3 separate regions of the Gossypium arboreum genome follow, and regions 1 and 2 are each linked to region 3. A link is a contact called in public Hi-C data. All regions are on one chromosome and are shown on one strand. Each heading gives the region's core, a stretch centred on a gene start, on an enhancer-like site or on the middle of the called end of the contact. The rest is flanking DNA. Distances are from core to core; before and after follow the strand shown.

Evidence for each region. Hi-C and Micro-C count contacts between places; a contact is called where the count stands out from the background.
Region 1: a contact with region 3 is called in a Hi-C map of leaf, with 2.5 times the contacts expected there. The contact joins the enhancer-like site here to the promoter of LOC108458060 in region 3. A contact is called at or near these places in 2 of 5 Hi-C or Micro-C datasets (both in leaf).
Region 2: a contact with region 3 is called in a Hi-C map of leaf, with 3 times the contacts expected there. The contact joins the promoter of LOC108459856 here to the promoter of LOC108458060 in region 3. A contact is called at or near these places in 2 of 5 Hi-C or Micro-C datasets (both in leaf).

What each region holds. Positions count from the first base shown.
Region 1 is chr4:15,135,726-15,138,425 of ASM2569848v2, reverse strand. No RefSeq gene overlaps it. Among protein-coding and RNA genes, the nearest start is that of LOC108460826, 7.7 kb to the right of the region's middle. Within about 2 kb of position 1,430, at least 1 of the 2 cell types and tissues checked has an H3K27ac peak or open chromatin away from gene starts, as enhancers often do. A contact at or near this core is called in leaf, where this site is marked.
Region 2 is chr4:15,510,609-15,513,335 of ASM2569848v2, reverse strand. It overlaps LOC108459856, which reads right to left and starts at 1,312. Exons shown (of 6, transcript XR_008281757.1): 1 at 766-1,312; 2 at 88-172.
Region 3 is chr4:15,294,310-15,297,101 of ASM2569848v2, reverse strand. LOC108458060 reads right to left here and starts at 1,421. Exons shown (of 3, transcript XM_017757300.2): 1 at 1,059-1,421; 2 at 347-684; 3 at 1-269. The coding sequence starts at 1,331. The coding sequence ends at 110.

The sequences.
Region 1 (2,700 bases), core at 181-2,680, 160 kb after region 3:
AGTTGTCAATACTCACAATGCATACTTTTTATTGAGCATAGCCACTAGGAATATCTTTAATTTGGCATACTTAATCGCTCTAGCCTTCCGCCATCAGACTGACCGCCACAGAAAGGGCCCCATCTGTTTAGGCCTTTATGTGACTTGCCTCACTCGGCACTTCGGTCTCCCTGACACACCGGAGTAGTCTTCCACACTTACACTTGTTGGCCAGATGTCCCCACAAGAAATCTCGAGCATGATACACATGAAGATGATCGAGCAGCGTCGTGGAGTGGAAACCCCGCAGTATAAATTATTTCATTCTGAAGCTCAAAATGAACCAGAGGACTTCACTGATGATGTTCTTCTCAATCACAAAGAACCCACCACAGCATCCACCTTCGAGTCACTGCCATATTCCTACTGCTCCTACTTCAGAGGACGTCTCAGAGCGGCTCACTCGCTTTGAGCAGTACTGCGCTCAGAGGTTTGACACTCTTGACACGACATTACAAAGGATATGTCAACATTTTCATATCTCCGCTCTAGCACTAACGATGGACAGTAATGTTAATATTCGATTTACTTATTCCTAAAATTTAAAATTTTAAAATTTACAATCACAAGTATTCCTCTGAATCAAATTTAATTATAAGTAATCACTGTTTTCAATTATAACATTTTAATAATATAATTGTTAAAATAATTTTTTATATAAACAAATATTCATTTTAAAAATCATTTACCAAACTAACCATATAAATAATTATCTTTTAATAAAATGGAATTATATACAATATTATTATTAAAATATTAGTAGTTGGTTGATGTTCGTTATTACTTTTTAAATTATAATATTTTTGAAATTGCATTAGTATTATACTATGTTAATGCGGCAGTAATTGTAAAACATGTTATAATGTTATTGGTTGTTGAATGGAGATAATAAAGTATAAGGATAAAATAATAATGAAGTTGATGAGAATCTTTCTGATGCTTAAGATAGTACGAAAGCAATAAGTGAGGGGCCCATTATTGTGTGGTTTACATGGATGGGCTTATCATTAGGCAGAATCGATCATGTGATGGGAAAGATAGGCCCAATGATTGTGGGTGAACGGCCCCCACCCATCACTTTGCATTATAACATGTTGGGCCTCAAAAGTATTGGACTAGGGCAATACGCGTTAAAAATACTAGAATAAAAGAAGATAAGTAATCGATTAAACACGACAAAAAAAATACACACGTATCATAATATCGTCCGATGTCTATTCATAAGAATGAAATATATTTCACAATTAAAAGTATCCATCAAAAAATATTTTAAAACCAGATGGCATTGCCTCCAATTTTGAATCAGACAAATTCAATTCACCTGTTCATCTTTCCTTTTTACAATTATAGGGCATCGGCCTCCTTTCTTTTCAATGTCATTTGATGGAGCCATCTGTTTTTGAGTAAAGCCATCATGTGGGTTAAAGTGATGATATTGTCCATGATTGGTACAAACTTGTTTTCAATATTTACATAGTATGTTTATTTATTTTAATTTTGGGTTATATTATTATCTCATGTTTATATTAATTTTATTATAGATTCTTATTATATCTTTTTATTTTTTAATAATACTTAAATTTATCTATAACTTATCTCAACTCTTAAATAAAAAATTTACGTGCTTCAACATACTCTTAACTCTTAAAATAGATTCTTATCATATTTATATTATTTTTAGATCATATTTGCAGTAGAGCTGATCATGAGCCGGGCGGCTCGGCCCAGCCCCAAGGCCCGCCCAAAAAATGGGAGGGTTTGGGTAAATATATAGACCCGAAAAATGAGCTTGGGCAAAAAAATGAGGCCCGCCTCGAGTAAGAGTTCTTTTACCGGCCCGAATTATATATTAATATATTTTTTATTTTATTTTTAATCATTTTAAAATTTTAATATAACCATTTTTTATTATATTGTCAATTTGTGTATTGTTTTAATAATTGTTTTAGTATTATTTTTATTTGTTTTAATATTTATTTTTATGTTTTTAAATATATTTGATTTATTATATTTTTAAATTTTTTTATTTAATGAAATAAGAAAAAAAAATTTAATATGGGTCGGGCCGGCCCGAGCTTGGGCTTAGCAATTTTATTTCAGGCCAGGCTTAGACAAATTTTTAGGCCCATATTTCGGACCGGGCCGAGTCCAGACCTAATAGACGAGCCTAAAATTTTAACTGGGCCTAGCCCGAACCCGACCCGGCCCATGATCACCTCTATTTGCAGGCGACATAATTGTAAATTAAGTGTTTATTGTACATGCATCAAAGATAAAAACAACTGATGTGCGTTAACGTGGGTTGCCACGTTTTGTCGAATACAAGGTGGAACTTTTCTTTTTTCTCAAATTAGGAATACTAGTTCTAATTCAATGAATTAAGAAAAATGTCAAATTTTATGATTAATTCGTTTATTTTACTCCATTTACATGATTAACTTTTTCTAGTAGAAAATTTCATTCCACCAAGACCACTAACCAATAAAATAGAGGATAAAAATTAAGTTTCAAGTTGATAATTTAATCTTAACGTCTTCTATTTTCGTTTAAACATAGTATCATGGTGAATTTAGTTAGAATTTTCTTTAAAGAGTTTGAGTTTTCAAACCAATATTTTGATTTGAAAATTTTAATTATTTGAGTTGTTGAATGAGTAATAAA
Region 2 (2,727 bases), core at 63-2,562, 220 kb before region 3:
ATATCCAAATATGTCGAACAGAAGAAAACTACGAGAAAAATGCAAGGAGAAACGCTAAAAATTAATACAAGAAGGCAACAAAAAAACCTGTTCCATATCTGGCATGATGGGGCAAACCCTGAGTATTCCATGAACCTCTAATTCCGGAGTGAGTTGAGTCCCTCCCCAGCACCTGAAATCAGAAAAGAGAACAATATTTAGACGTATTCACCATTAAAAACCTATAAAAATTAGAACAAAAATGGATAACCACAATTAAAACAAGCCATACATAGCCAGAGGTCACCAATAATTCCATTAATGCACAGTCCAAAGCCAACTTTTCGCCCACCACTAGCTAGCATTGGAATATACATATTAACTTTGCAAATTTAAGATGTTACAAAGAAAAATTGACCGGTAAACCCCACTAGCTAGCATCTATCCACTAAGTGAATATATCCAAGCACATGATGTACAGAATTTTAGTGTATTATATAAAGCATCTCTTTGCATCTTTTTTAAAGAATCATTCACTTGGAATATATAAATCCATAATGTTAGAAAAAGAAATATACAAACTCTAAATACAATTAAGCCAGGTTTATCCTAAATATATCAACTTCTCAGTTACTTCCAATCAAAGTATATTATCCCCCAGTATCAAAATTTCACACATCTGCAAGTAAATAGCTAACTAATGAGTAAAATGGTATTTCATTTTTCGTCAAAATCAAGAAAGCTGTATCATTTTATGGATAGAAAATGAAGAGCAAAAGGGTTTACCACTGATGGAGGGGGAAAAATAGTTCCAAAAAGCCCAGTTGTGGTAGTTGATGAAGAAGAAGAGTCCTTTGGACCAAAGAGATGATCCAAAGAAACAGACGATGAAGATGATGATGATGATGATGAAGAGCCACTCACTTGCCTTTTGTTTTCCATACCAGAAAAATAAGTGAACTTTTTTTTTTTTTCCTTTTTGGGGTTTAAAAAAATATCTTTCTTTGTCAACCAACGAACAAAACTACTCTTTGAGATATATATAAATATATATATCTTAAAACAAGAAACGACCCTCAAAGAACGAGACCGAACAAAAAACACAAAGACAAAAAGGTTGCTGGCAATGTCGGGCCAGTGGATAAGATTTTCTTTTTTCTCAGAAAACAAAAGAAACAAACCAAAGAGATAAAAGTAAAGAAGAGTGCAAGAGAGGTAGGAAGGAGGTAACAGAAGGAAAGCAAAAGAGAGGGAGAGAGAAAGCTGAGAAACACGTGAAGAGTTTGCAGTGCAGATGTAGAGATATGTTTGTTGGTTGGCAAAGGATCCAAGCCTATTTATAAGCCCAAGAAAAGGGGTTTTTCACAGTTTGAGCTCCTTTTGTTCAACCCCATTTTGAAGATCGAAAGAGAATTAGACAAATGGAATTTTTACTAAAGCCTAGAAAAAGAAAACCCACGTGAATTCCTTCATTTTTTATGTCTGGTTTTTTGACAAATGGCTATGCATGTATCATTCAAATACCAAACACAAGTTGGACATTTCATTTGATTCAATTCCAACCCTTGTTTGCCACGTGTCTCCTTGGGTACTTCTTTTATTTTTTTATTGTTAATAAAGAACATGAGTCATCTCTACATAATTATTTCTTTTATAAAATTATTAGATATAATATAAATTGTTTGCTCCTTTTTGGTATGGTTTGATTTTATGTCAAGTCTCCATACTGTGTTTTCTCTTGTTATTTCCCTTAAGCTATCTAATGTTTTTAAGATCTTTACTATTTTTTTTGTACTAATGTCATAATTAATTATATATTCTCCTTTGAACAAAAAAAAATTGTATTATATTAATAGTTTATATTGTTGAGGGGATGTGGAGCTTGCTTCGAGAAAAATCTGTGAAGTGGGGAGTCAATAGACCTCTCAACAAGTTGGTTTAGACCTGACGCATCTATGCTCGGTTTTATTTAGGTTTTGTCTCCTGACTTTACTAAGAACCTAGGGTTCATGGAGTAAGAGTGCCTTCATCCACTGAAAAAATGTTAACATTTGCTCTTGATGAGATTTGAGCCCATATCCTTATATGACAATTGTAGATAAGGAAGGTACCACTTTATCTACAACACTTTGTAAACTTCTTTTAAAATAAGCCTGACCTCTCCGCAATAATGATCATTAAGAATATATGATTAATTTTTAAATATAATTCTTAAATTACCCTCAATCTTTATATGGAGGATATTAATAATATATGTAATAAATATATTTATAAAAATGAGGTATAAAACAATTGAGTCTTTGGCTGAAATGATAAACCAAATATGTTAAAAATATAGTGTCTTAAGTCAAATCCTAGGTGTATAATATTTATATAAAAGATATAAAAATAAAAACATAATTAAATAATATAATTTATTTTATAAAGTAATTATATTTTATTCATTATTAATTGAGTTAATTCTCGATTAACTCATAACAACAACTCAATTACAGGCTTAATATATAGTAGTACAAGTTGTATAAATCATCTTTATTAAATTCAAATGAATCCCACTTCAAATATTGTTTTGTTATACAATTTTATGGAAGAGAAAAGAGGACATATATAGCCGAAATTTAATTTGTGTTCCTAAAAGAACTTATATCTCAAAATTTATCTTGTAAATTATTTATCATATATAAAATATATTTTTAGTTATGATTTTTATCAAATGTTATGGATAAAGTATACATATAATATGAATAA
Region 3 (2,792 bases), core at 172-2,671:
CCAAAAAGACGACCTAATCTCTTTAAAAATAGATAAAACTACTCGTATCTTAGTTCATACAACAACTCGGAACGGTGCTAGTTTGACCTTACCATTTTTCATAAACTACTCATTCTTCAATGAACTTCTTGAGGTTCTTCAACCACAGAATATACTCCCGGCCATCCTTATTAATCATGTACTCGTGCAAGTAATTTGTGGTGCTCGGTTTGATTCCTCGGATCTCCAAATACTTGTGAAAAGCCTTCTGCAGGTTCTCATCCAAATCACTGCAAAACAAGAACATTAGTAATCGCATTCCATGCAAATCAATATTCCAATTTCACAATGTATTGAATAGGCTTACTAGAAATCTGGGCCTTCATAGGCGAGTTCATCCTCGGAGTTGGGATTTCGAACGGACAAACTATCTATGGTAATCTCATCAGGGTAAGCGGTACAGTTGAACTCTAAACTCGGACCGCCTTTTTTTGAGACATTAACAACCAATGGGACATTTGATTTACTAGGCTTTTCAGTGTCATCATCATCGTCATCATCCGCTTCGCCTTGACCAGTGACAAGATCAGGCATGTGAACATTAACTTTGATGAGTTCACCATCATACTCTCGTGTCAATGTTATGGTTTGAAGCCCAGGAGTGTCTTCGATTTTGAAAGGGAATTCACTTGGGGTTCCTTCAGCCTGTGAAGAAACAATTTTTTTTAAATGATTAAAAAACAATTCAAAATAAAGCATCGATTTCAGCTTGAAAACTTAACATCAATACTGGCTATTAAGCGATTGTTCTGTTTTTTTTCCCCACAAATTCTTTCAATAACCATATTGTAAACAACTAAAAGCAGCATCTAATTATGTTTCTCGGGTCGGATATAAGTTCTACAATGAGTGTTACCATGTTCCAAGACAGCTCTTGAATTCAATCCCTACAAGTCTTCAGTTGACACGATTTGGATTGCAAAACACCCAAAATCCAAGTTCTATTTTTCCACTTACTTTCGTATAAACCCTAAATGATAAAAGAAAATGGGGAAAAGAAAAACTAATTAATTACTCACCTGATCATATTCATCACTCTCCTCGGCACACTGAATCTCAGACTCAATAACTCGGAGAAGAGACTCATCAGAAGCGGATTTTTGAGAATCAACAGCCGTTGAGAAATGCAGGGTGTTTGGGTAAAAACGGTTCACAGTAGGATGCTGAGACTGGAGGCCATGGTTCAAGGCCGTGAAGATGCAAGTGTGGTAGCTTCTCTGGACTCGGGTGAGTCGAATCGCGAGTGGAGCTAAGGAGTTAGCTGTTTTCCGGAGAATGGAAGTGAAAGCCATGGGGGAGAAAGTTTGCTAGGGTTTTAGGAACGGTGGAGAGGGTTTTAGGTTGTTTTAAAGGCAGCATTCATGTTGAGGTACTGATGGGCTATATTCAAAAGCTTCCCCTGTTGGGCCTAATTTGGTCTGGGATTGGGCACTTGCCCATAAAATCTCTAAATCTAACTTTATTCACTCGGGTTTAGCGTATTCTACAATGTCTCAACTGGTTATATGATGTTAGCTTTAGGCATGGGATCTTAACGAGTCGTTTATTTCATTTGATTACTTATGTTTATTCGAAAACATTGTTATTTTTAGCATCTAGATAGATTATTTATTCTATTGAAACTATTGTTAGATATTTTTCAAAGAAATATAGTTTTATGGGTAAAAAGCATGTGTCTATTACTATTTTAATTAAATAAATTATTAAAATTACAAACCTCATAAATTTAATTCAATTTCAACCAACCTTAATTTTATATTTATATTTTTTAATATTTAAATTTATTTATTATTCATGTTATTGTGTATGTGTCAAAATCTAAATATAAAAATAAAAGGTTGCATAAAACTAAATTAGTTATATATATATATTTATTTAAAGGTTAGAATTTATGTTAACCGAAACAGCAAATCTTAATAAGAAAACCATACATTTTTAAATCAATGAAACCTCAATTGTTGGACATGAAGTAACTTTGATGTAATTTCTTTTTGGATAAATTAGATAGGTGATTATCCAACTTTTAGGTATGTTCTATTTTGATCACCCCACTTAAAAAACTTTCAATTTTGTCATCAATGTTTTTAAATTTTAAAATTTTTGTCACCCTGCTAAATACTTGATGTGGGTATTTTTTTATTGGTCTAATAATAAATTTAATCCTCCAATATTTATATATTTTATCAATTTGATCCTAAATCTAGCCATTTAGCCCTCAATATTTACAAAATTTCACAAACTTCTGTAATTTGCACAACAATGATCCTGTATTCTCTCTACTAGCAAATCGGTGAATTGCTTCCCTCTCAGCTTCTCTCCTTTCTTTTTAATTGTTTTTTTTTCCTGTTCTGTCTCTGCAATTTTGTGCTTTGCTTTGAAAGTTATTCAATTTTTGCACTGGAATGAAGAGAAGAAAACCCCAAAGGTAAAAATAAGAAAAAAATATGGAAAAGACCTATGCGCCCAAACGTTTTCCTTACCCAACCAGGCCTAGTTAATTATGGAGAAGCAAGAGTCTGAACTGTGTGTTTTTTTTTTTAATGGGTTTCCCCTGTAATTTGGATAGTTGCTTCTTTTAGATATTGTTTTTCGCTACTTCGATTGATAGTTCCGTTGGTTAATTTAGTTCTTTTTGACTTATTTCTTGCTGGGTTTTTTTTCTCCGATTTCCTTATGCCTGTGAAACTATCTGCACAGGTGTTTCAATTTCCCTTGAAGGGTTTGATTGTTCCACTTTTGGCTTGTTTATAAAA